Linked DNA regions of Triticum aestivum: region 2 is linked to region 1. Evidence: chromatin contacts called from public Hi-C data. All regions are on one chromosome and are shown on one strand. The core of a region is the stretch at or near the end of the contact, and the rest is flanking DNA. Distances in the headings are between cores, read along the strand shown.

Region 1 (4,376 bases), core at 328-2,827:
TTTCAAACAATTTTGGTGGCATATTTAGTGTAGGTGAGATGACAGTTTCTTCAGAACGACATGACATTTTCTGGGAAGATGACAGTTTTTCAGACTTCATCCTAGAAAATGGTATGTCGCCATGAATAAACTGCCACCCCACATACACTAAAAATACCATCAAAATCGTTCGAAATTTCACTCGAACCTGGTGAACGTTTACAAAATATGAGGGTCCTAAATTTCTAGTTTGTATTCACTACTTGTTTGATGCCTCATGTAGGCTTTGAAGTTGCAAGTTTTGGACTCCGGCAAGAATAGTTGCACGTTTCAGACATTCGCAAAATGCAAACCAACATGTGGTTGGATGTTTAGAAGGACAGTGGTATCCCTAGTCCATTTGAGTTCATGTGCTAAACTTGACACCGGTGAATGCATTTTTCTGGATTTATTTTAGGCCTTCCGGCGATGTGCTTCAGTGGAAGGAGACTTACCCGTTGACTACAAAAAGCGTCTGTGGCAACTATCAATCTTAAGATGATGTGCCGGCTCCGTCTCTCGGAGGTGCTCATAGGGTAGGGTGTGCGTGCGTTCATAGAGGTGAGTGTATGTGCGTAAGTATGAGTGTCTGTATCTGTATTGTGTTAAAAATGAATAATTCCCAAAAAGTTTGGGAAATAATTCAAATCACCGGACTGATAATGACGCCTACGTCCGTCGGCTCCGTGGCTGTCAGATCGGATTTTAACCAGATGGCTCGAGAGCAACGTATTACCTAGACTAGATTTTGCAACTGAGCCGTTGTCCCAATCTCCCCCATCGCAACAAGGGATGTGTTTGTGGGATCTGGATCTGGATCCTCTCGTGCTCTCCCAAGCTCCTAGCTAAGTCAACGCCTCCATGCGTTGCTCCACTCGCCACCGGCAGCACGTCGACGAGGTTGCCTCTTCTCGTCTTCCTGTGTCCACTCGCAACGTGTGGCCGTGGCTGCTCGAGCGCGCACGACGGAGCTCCGCTTTGGCCGCCGTCGCCCAGCTATGCTGCTCCAGCCCCATGCTGCATCACCTCCACCACCACCATCATCGCATACGCAATACGTCTCCTCCCTTCCCCAACGAGACTGAGCTCCTGCTCGAGGCCATGACCGCAAGCAATGCAACACGGTGCCTTTATGCAACAAGACATCTATTGCAAAGAAAGAATGCAACAAGAGCTCTGTTGCAAAAATAAAATCTCAAAAATACTCTGCAACAAGATCTCTGTTGAAAAAAAAATCTGCAACACAACCTTTGTTACAAATATCTCTGCAACAAAACCTGTGTTGCAAAATTGCTCTTGCAACATGACTTTTATTGCAAAAGTGACAATTACACTTGATCAGGATATTGCGTCAGATCGAATGGCTCGTAGACCGGCAGATCTTTTTAAAGGATCCGCCGGTAGACGCGTAGGACGACCCAAAATTTTCGGACAGAACAGGGAGGGAGCACACAGGAAGTTACAACAAAACCGGGCCGCCAGTTCTTATTAGATAAACAATGGGCCGCAAGTGAAGTGATGGACTCTGTACATATACAAGCCGCCCGGTTCACTAACATAGGCGCGGCCAGAGGTAAATTGGCCGGACGAGACCGGCCCAACGAAATTCCCGATGTGAACCTCTTGTCCTATCGTGACGAACGAGAAGGTAGACGAGAAGCAGCGAAACTTCGTCCAAGTTTCGATTTTTTTCGAAGTTTCCAAGGCCGCGCGGCCTCGCCGTTCCCCCCGGATCCCCTACTTCACCATGGACGCGGCGGTGCCTCCGCCCCTCCCACCGCGCCACTCCCATCTTCGGGACCAACAGCAAGCAAAGCCTCCCCGACCCCCGACATGGCTCCATCGACCGCGGCCGGCGCGGCCGGCGCGGCGGCGGGGTGGCTGGTGTCGCCGCTGCTGCAGTGCCTGGGCGACCGGGCCAGGTCCTTCGCGGAAGACCTCGCGCGATACCTCCCGGGAGGATCCGGGGACGCGCCCGCCGACCTCGCGCGCCTCTCTGGCGAGCTCCTCCGCCTCCAGATGAACGCCGCCGACGTCGAGCGCGCCCGGCGCCGCCCCTCTGACCCCGCCCTCGTCGCCTGGCTCCACCGCCTCAGGGACGCGGCCCACGACGCCGACGACCTCCTCGACAACATCCACTACGGCCGCCTCGCCGACTCCCTCGCCGCCCCACGCCATAAGCTCCGCCGCATCCTCGACTTCTCCCTCTCCCTCTGCCGCCGCCTGTTCCGCTCCGACGAGCCCCTCAGTCGGCTCCCCTCCGTCCTAGAGAATCTCGTCGCCGCCTCCGCGGCCTATGCTGAGATCGCGCACCTCGTCAAGCTGGACGCGGCCGCCTCTCCGCGGCTTGGTAACGAGCCGGCCGGGAACTTTAGCTCTGCCGTCCCGGTCGACGACACTCTCTTTGGCCGGGGCCGCGAGCTCGCCGAACTGATGGAAAGGTTAGTCGGGTGTAGTGACCCTGGCCCTGCTCAACTCGGGAACCAGGGCGTCCCGGTTGTTGCCATTGTTGGCGATGGTGGCATTGGCAAGACGACGCTGGCGCAGATGGCCTTCAATGATGTGAGCATCCAGGCTCACTTCGATCTCCAGATGTGGGTGCGCGTCTCGAGCTGTATGAATCTAATGCAGCTTACTAGGGAGATACTGCAGGCGGCTACAAAGGGGAAGGAGTCGAAGGACTATCCTGGGTTAGTCAATTTTGATTCTCTGCAAGGCTTGCTGCGTTCTGCCGTTGAAGGGAAGAGGTTCTTGCTCATCCTTGATGATGTTTGGGATGATAGTGGGAGGAAGATTTGGGAGAACGTGGACCAGTGGAAGGAGCTACTATCACCTCTGAAGAATGGTGAGCAAGATAGCAGAATAGTTGTGACTACACGCATGAAGATGGTGGCTGACATGCTAGGTGTAAGGATCCCAATGATGTTGGCTGGATTGGGTACCGAAGAGCATTGGTTGTTGCTCAAGAAGCACGCATTGGGTTGTGAGAAGAGTTGTGAATATCTGCAGTTGCAGGAGATTGGGAGAAAGATTGCTTTGAAGCTAAGAGGATCCCCTCTCGCAGCTAAAGTTATTGGCGGGATGCTTAATGTTGATCGAAGGGCAAGGTATTGGAACAGTATCTTGGAGACAGATATTCATGGTGATGTTGTCACCACACTTTTGTCAAGCTATTATCATCTTCCACCACACTTGCAGTGTTGCTTTGCATATTGCAGTATATTTCCGAAGAATTGGAAGTTTGAGCCTAAGAAACTTGTTAGGATGTGGATATCACAGGGTTTCATTCAGATGGAAAATGGCAGAAGCATGGAGGATTGTGGTAAAGAGTATTTCAAACAACTTTTGTCAAGGTCATTCTTTCAGACGGTCAAGCAAGGAAACAAAAGGCTGTATCTCATGCATGACTTGATTCATGACTTGGCACAAATGGTTTCTGATGGTGATTGTGGGAGGGTCGAAGGTGACATGTCCAGAAACATACTGCCAACCATCAGACACTTGTCAGTTTCAAGTAACTGTTTAGGAAAGATAAAAGACCAATATGATCTGAAGAGATTAAGGACACTGATTGTGTTTAGAGATCCTTTGATGCCCCTGAGTCCTATCCCAGATGGTTTTCTCGCTGAGATAAAGAATGTGCGCACGTTGGATTTTACCGGATGTGATATATCCAAGTTACCTGAAGAAATTGACGTACTAACTCATCTACGCTACATAGCACTTCCTGATACTATCAAGACCATATCTGAATCTGTGAGCAGATTATTGCATCTTCAGACTTTTGATATTCCGAAGAAGTGCCAGCTTGATGGATTTCCTGAGGGTATGCACCAGTTGACCAGCTTGCGATATCTTGGCATCGAGTCAAAATACATCTCAACAATAAGAGGTATTGGTAGTCTGGTTAACCTTCAAGGTTCTGTTGAGTTCCATGTTAAAAAGGAAAAGGGGCGAACCTTAGAAGAGTTGAAGGATATGAAGGATCTTCATGGGCTTCTTAGCATCAAGAATCTGGAAAATGTTCAATGCAAAGAGGAAGCTTGTGAAGCTCAATTGGCGAATAAGCAACACGTGAACATTTTAAAATTTGAATGGAGTGTTGCCAATTTAGATTTTGGTCCCAACATAGACGCTGAAGTATTGAACTGCTTACAACCTCATCCTAATCTGGAAGAACTTCACATTGCAAGGTACAAAGGGGCATCATCGCCGAGGTGGTTGCAGCTGAAAACGTTGTCCCACCTGAAATGCATGTATCTAGCTAATTGCAGAAGGTGGAAGTGGCTTCCTCCTCTGGGGCAGCTTCCATCTCTGAGGGTGTTGCACCTGAAGGAAATGAATTCTGTTGCTGAAAT
Region 2 (4,224 bases), core at 1,370-3,869, 41 kb before region 1:
GGTGACCATGTATTTGAATTTTTTTAATAAAGTATTTGAGAAATGTTGAATGTGTATTTAAAATATATTAGATATATACAAAAAATGAACAATGTGTATGGTCAAAGCAGGCATAAAAACTATTTTGCAAAAAATGGTAATCATGTACTTAAAAAAATGATAATCATGTATATAGAATATGTTTATTATCTGTACAAAAAAGGTTGAATGTACTGAAAATTTTGCAAATATTGAACAAAAAGTAAACCAATGAGATTCGACAAAGAAACAAAAAAATGACGAAACCCAATAAAAACTTAAAAGGAAAAACTAGGAAAAACCAAAAAAATAAAAGGCGGAGAAAACCAATGCAGAAGAATGAAAACAGTGAAAACCAAGAAAAACATAGAAAAAAGATGAAAAACAAGAAATAAACAAAGAAAAACAATAAAATGAAGAAAGAAAAAAGAAAATTAAAATAGCTGAGAAAGAAATAAGAAAAATGAAGGAAAACCCCGGTGCGTGAAAGAAACGAAGAAACTCGATGAAAAAACAAAGAAAAACAGAAAAATAAAGAAATTTGGTGAAGAAACAGAAAAAACGAAAAAGAATCGGAAAAAAACCTAGTGAAAGAATCCATCGAGACCGATTGAACGAAACCAGCGAACTCAATCAAAACGTAGCAAACGGAAAATAAAACGAAAATTGCATGGCCCAGTGATACACAGGTAGGGGGAAATCCTTCAGCGAGACGGAAGTTGTAGTCCCATTGAGCGAGTATAGTCTTGGCATTATATGTGCATTGCCCACACGGCGCAAAAGAAAGCTTCTCTTTGTTGGGTCGTAGGCTAGCCCATATGCTTGATTGTTCCATTTCAGTTAGACTAGCCACAATGGGAGTAACTTCAGCAGTAACATCGAGTCCAACTTAGCAAATTTGCTTATGTGGCAATGAGTTAATGAGGAGAGAGGTAGCCTGAGTAACTTAGCTAGTTACTGTAACATCACATGTCTCAATGCAATATGAGTCTATAACCTAATAAATGAGGCTTTACATGTTACCATACTTATGTTACTACCCACTATGAAGGTAATAACATAGTATAGGGATACGTGTATGTTACTCTCCATTGTAGCTAGTCTTACTGGCTACCGGTTGCCTCAAACAAAAACAAAAAAGTTACTGGCTACCGGTTGGTTAAGAAAAAGGCTACCGGTTGGTTCTTGCCCACTGAATGAAATGGATTGGAATATATAGAATTCCGTGTGTGTCAGAAGCTGAACCGGCAGAGATGTGCTAAGAAGATAAATATCACTGAGGCAGAAGCAGAACGCAGTCGCGTCGACATGTCCCTGGGCCGAGAAGGGCTGAAGCTGTGAAGCAGGCTCGGAATTCCACGTTTGTAGCAGTATGCCCCGAGACTTGTGGTTTCTGGTTTTCTGCTGCCGATTCATTCATTCATCGATTCAGTCAGGCGGGCTTGGGTTGCGCGGCGGAAAGCGACCTGACGGCTTCGTTCCGTCGCTGCACTCGCCGTCCGTACATGGCATGGCATGCATGCCGCCGTGCGAGGCGTGCTCCCTTGGAATGAATAATGGAGAGGAACCTCTGACGCAGCCGGAGGTACGCACGCACAGCCACAGACGTAGGCCGGATCGAGCGGGGCGCCGCCGTCCATGACGCGCGGGGCAGGGCAAGGACGATCGAACAGAGGCTACTGGTAGGCCGTGCCGGCGCGCTGCCCTGAGCCGGTGTACGTTGCCTACGTGGGCCGACCGAAGGCTAATGCGCGGCGCCCTGCCGTGCCGACTGGCACTTAATCCGCAGCCGGGACCTACGTCGGTACTACGATGTAGAGTAAGTAATGGCACACTAGCTGGGCACCGTCGTTCTTCACAAACCACGGCGTACATGGCCACATGTCGCCGTAGAGCCTTCTTCTTTCTTTCTGAAACTCGTGCATAGTAGTACGTACGTGTTGTTTCGTTACTCCCAAATCAAAACCCGATGGCGCACAAGCTTTACGCCACCACACCCCCGCTGTGATAATACTATCTGTTGGAGATCGAGATGGGCGGCAGGGTGTGCTTTACTTTGCTTTGCGTTGCTTTACCTCGGCAGGCATGTTGTAGCAGCTCAAGTTTCGGATACCGAGGCTGCCGAAACGGGGACAGACGACAACGACCACTGGGAAAACGTAAAGAGAAACTTCTGAACAAGAACGCAGTGAAAGGGAAAGCCGGTGGCCGAGATTCGATCTCGATCAAAGGCAAAGGGCACATTCGCAGCCGGCTCCATGCATTCCACATAGACATGCAGTACACAGAGCGGTGCCCGGCACAGCCCCAGCCGACTGTGCTCATCCGCTCATGTGACCGAGGCGACGTAGGAAGCAGCCAGCGCGGAATCCGAGGATGGCCTACGTATCTCGGCCGGGCGATCCGGCCAAGGTTTCATGGGCGCCACCATGTGCTCGAATCCCCTCGCTTTTCTTTTTGCCACTTTCGCCGGTGCGCGTCGGCGTCGGCGTCGGTCGGATTCGGTTCCTGCCGGCCGGCGCGCGCACTACCGCGCCCTATCTATCCAGCCGGCCTACCGGCCGCCACCATCCACCGTCTTATCGTGCTCAATGATCGCAAGGCGACGGCGGCGACGACGCTTCCTGCCCCGTTCCCGATCGAACAGCCGTGATTCCGTTCGGAGTAACTGGTCCCGAGAGGACGGGACGGGGACACCGCGGCGCGCGGCACGTCCGTCCGTACGTGCATTATTGGCTGGCGGGTGCCCGTCTTGGCAGGCGTCGGCGAGAGCAGGTTAATCATCAGGTGACAGCTAACTGTAAACTGACGCCTTGTGCGTTAGGTTGGGCAAACCTTCGAGCATTTGATACAGATCGGCTCTCCAAGTTGCTCACACCGCGGGGATAGCTCGCTGTAGGCACCGTATGATTAGCTGCGGCTTATTTTACTATGCCGCACGTACGTCGAGTACCACGTAAACAGATAATATACTGTACATAGATCCCGCGAGATTTTTACGGCCTTTTTTAATTGGGGGGACAGATGGGGGTGAGGGTCAATAATTTATACTGCCAGTGCAAGATCATGGACCATGTGCAAAGGCCCTCCTGGTGGCATCTTTCAGATAATAAAACTAGTTTACATTTGAAATCCAGAATCAGAGAAGGGAGCAAGAGAGGTGCATTGTAGCCTCGACGAGGAGATTGCTAGACAAGTTGACAATAGATATCATCGAGGTTCGAGGAGAGTGTGCTTGCCTTTCTTTTCATTTTATTTTTGTATAGGGTTCGTGGCGGCGCTCAGCTTGAGCTCATGGCGATCACATAAGGCCGCACTTGGGATCGGTGTAATTTAATCCAGGGGTGTAGAATTTACATGTGTGTTACCGGCCACTGAACAATTTTCGCCGCGCAACAAATGACATGCCGAGACGGGTATTTTTCTCAGGGGTATTAAAAAAGAAAACGGTCCAAACAGGGCCTTAGGACATCTCCAACGATGAACCGCAAATTTTCTCCCGCATCCGTCCCTGGATAGAGGGGATCAGTCCGCGGACACGGATGCGGAAGGCAGCCATCCAACGTTGCCCGCATATATCTGACCTCTCTTAATTTTTTTAAGTCTGCACGTTCATATAGCCGCATACATAGAGTACAGACGTTCAAATAGCAGCATGCAGTAGTATTACAAATTTTAAAAGGTTCAAATATTACATTCCAATATTGTTGTCCCCTTTAACCACCCGCGGATGCTTAATCAGATCTTCCTTCAGCTGCTCGTAAGTTGCTCGATGCCAAATTTGTTGATGCATTTCAATAAACTCTTCAAATGTGATCGTGTTCTGTTCTGAAAGTTTGATAGGATCACTCATGTTCTCAAATTCTAGATCGACGGAGGAGAAGTGGGGTGGAGCACGGCTGGAATGCTGGAGGTGACAGAGATGTAGAGTTTCAGCAAGGGTGTGGTGTGGCGGCTGGTGTGGTGGAGCGGCGGCTAATAAGGCAAGAGAGAAAGACTGAAGGAGAACAAGTGAGTGAAGGAAATATGCCCTAGAGGCAATAATAAAGTTATTATTTATTTCCTTATATCATGATAAATGTTTATTATTCATGCTAGAATTGTATTAACCGAAAACATGATACATGTGTGAATACATAGACAAACAGAGTGTCACTAGTATGCCTCTACTTGACTAGCTCGTTGATCAAAGATGGTTATGTTTCC

Evidence for each region. A called contact is a pair of places that touch in the nucleus more often than the background predicts.
Region 2: a Hi-C map of leaf shows a contact between it and region 1, with 4 times the contacts expected there. The contact joins the enhancer-like site here to the promoter of LOC123080313 in region 1. A contact is called at or near these places in 2 of 5 Hi-C or Micro-C datasets (both in leaf).

Annotation. Positions count from the first base shown.
Region 1 is chr3D:538,749,702-538,754,077 of IWGSC CS RefSeq v2.1, reverse strand. LOC123080313 (disease resistance protein RGA2) reads left to right here and starts at 1,577. Exons shown (of 3, transcript XR_006438303.1): 1 at 1,577-4,376.
Region 2 is chr3D:538,792,111-538,796,334 of IWGSC CS RefSeq v2.1, reverse strand. No RefSeq gene overlaps it. Among protein-coding and RNA genes, the nearest start is that of LOC123080314, 19 kb to the right of the region's middle. Within about 2 kb of position 2,619, at least 7 of the 8 cell types and tissues checked have an H3K27ac peak or open chromatin away from gene starts, as enhancers often do. A contact at or near this core is called in leaf, where this site is marked.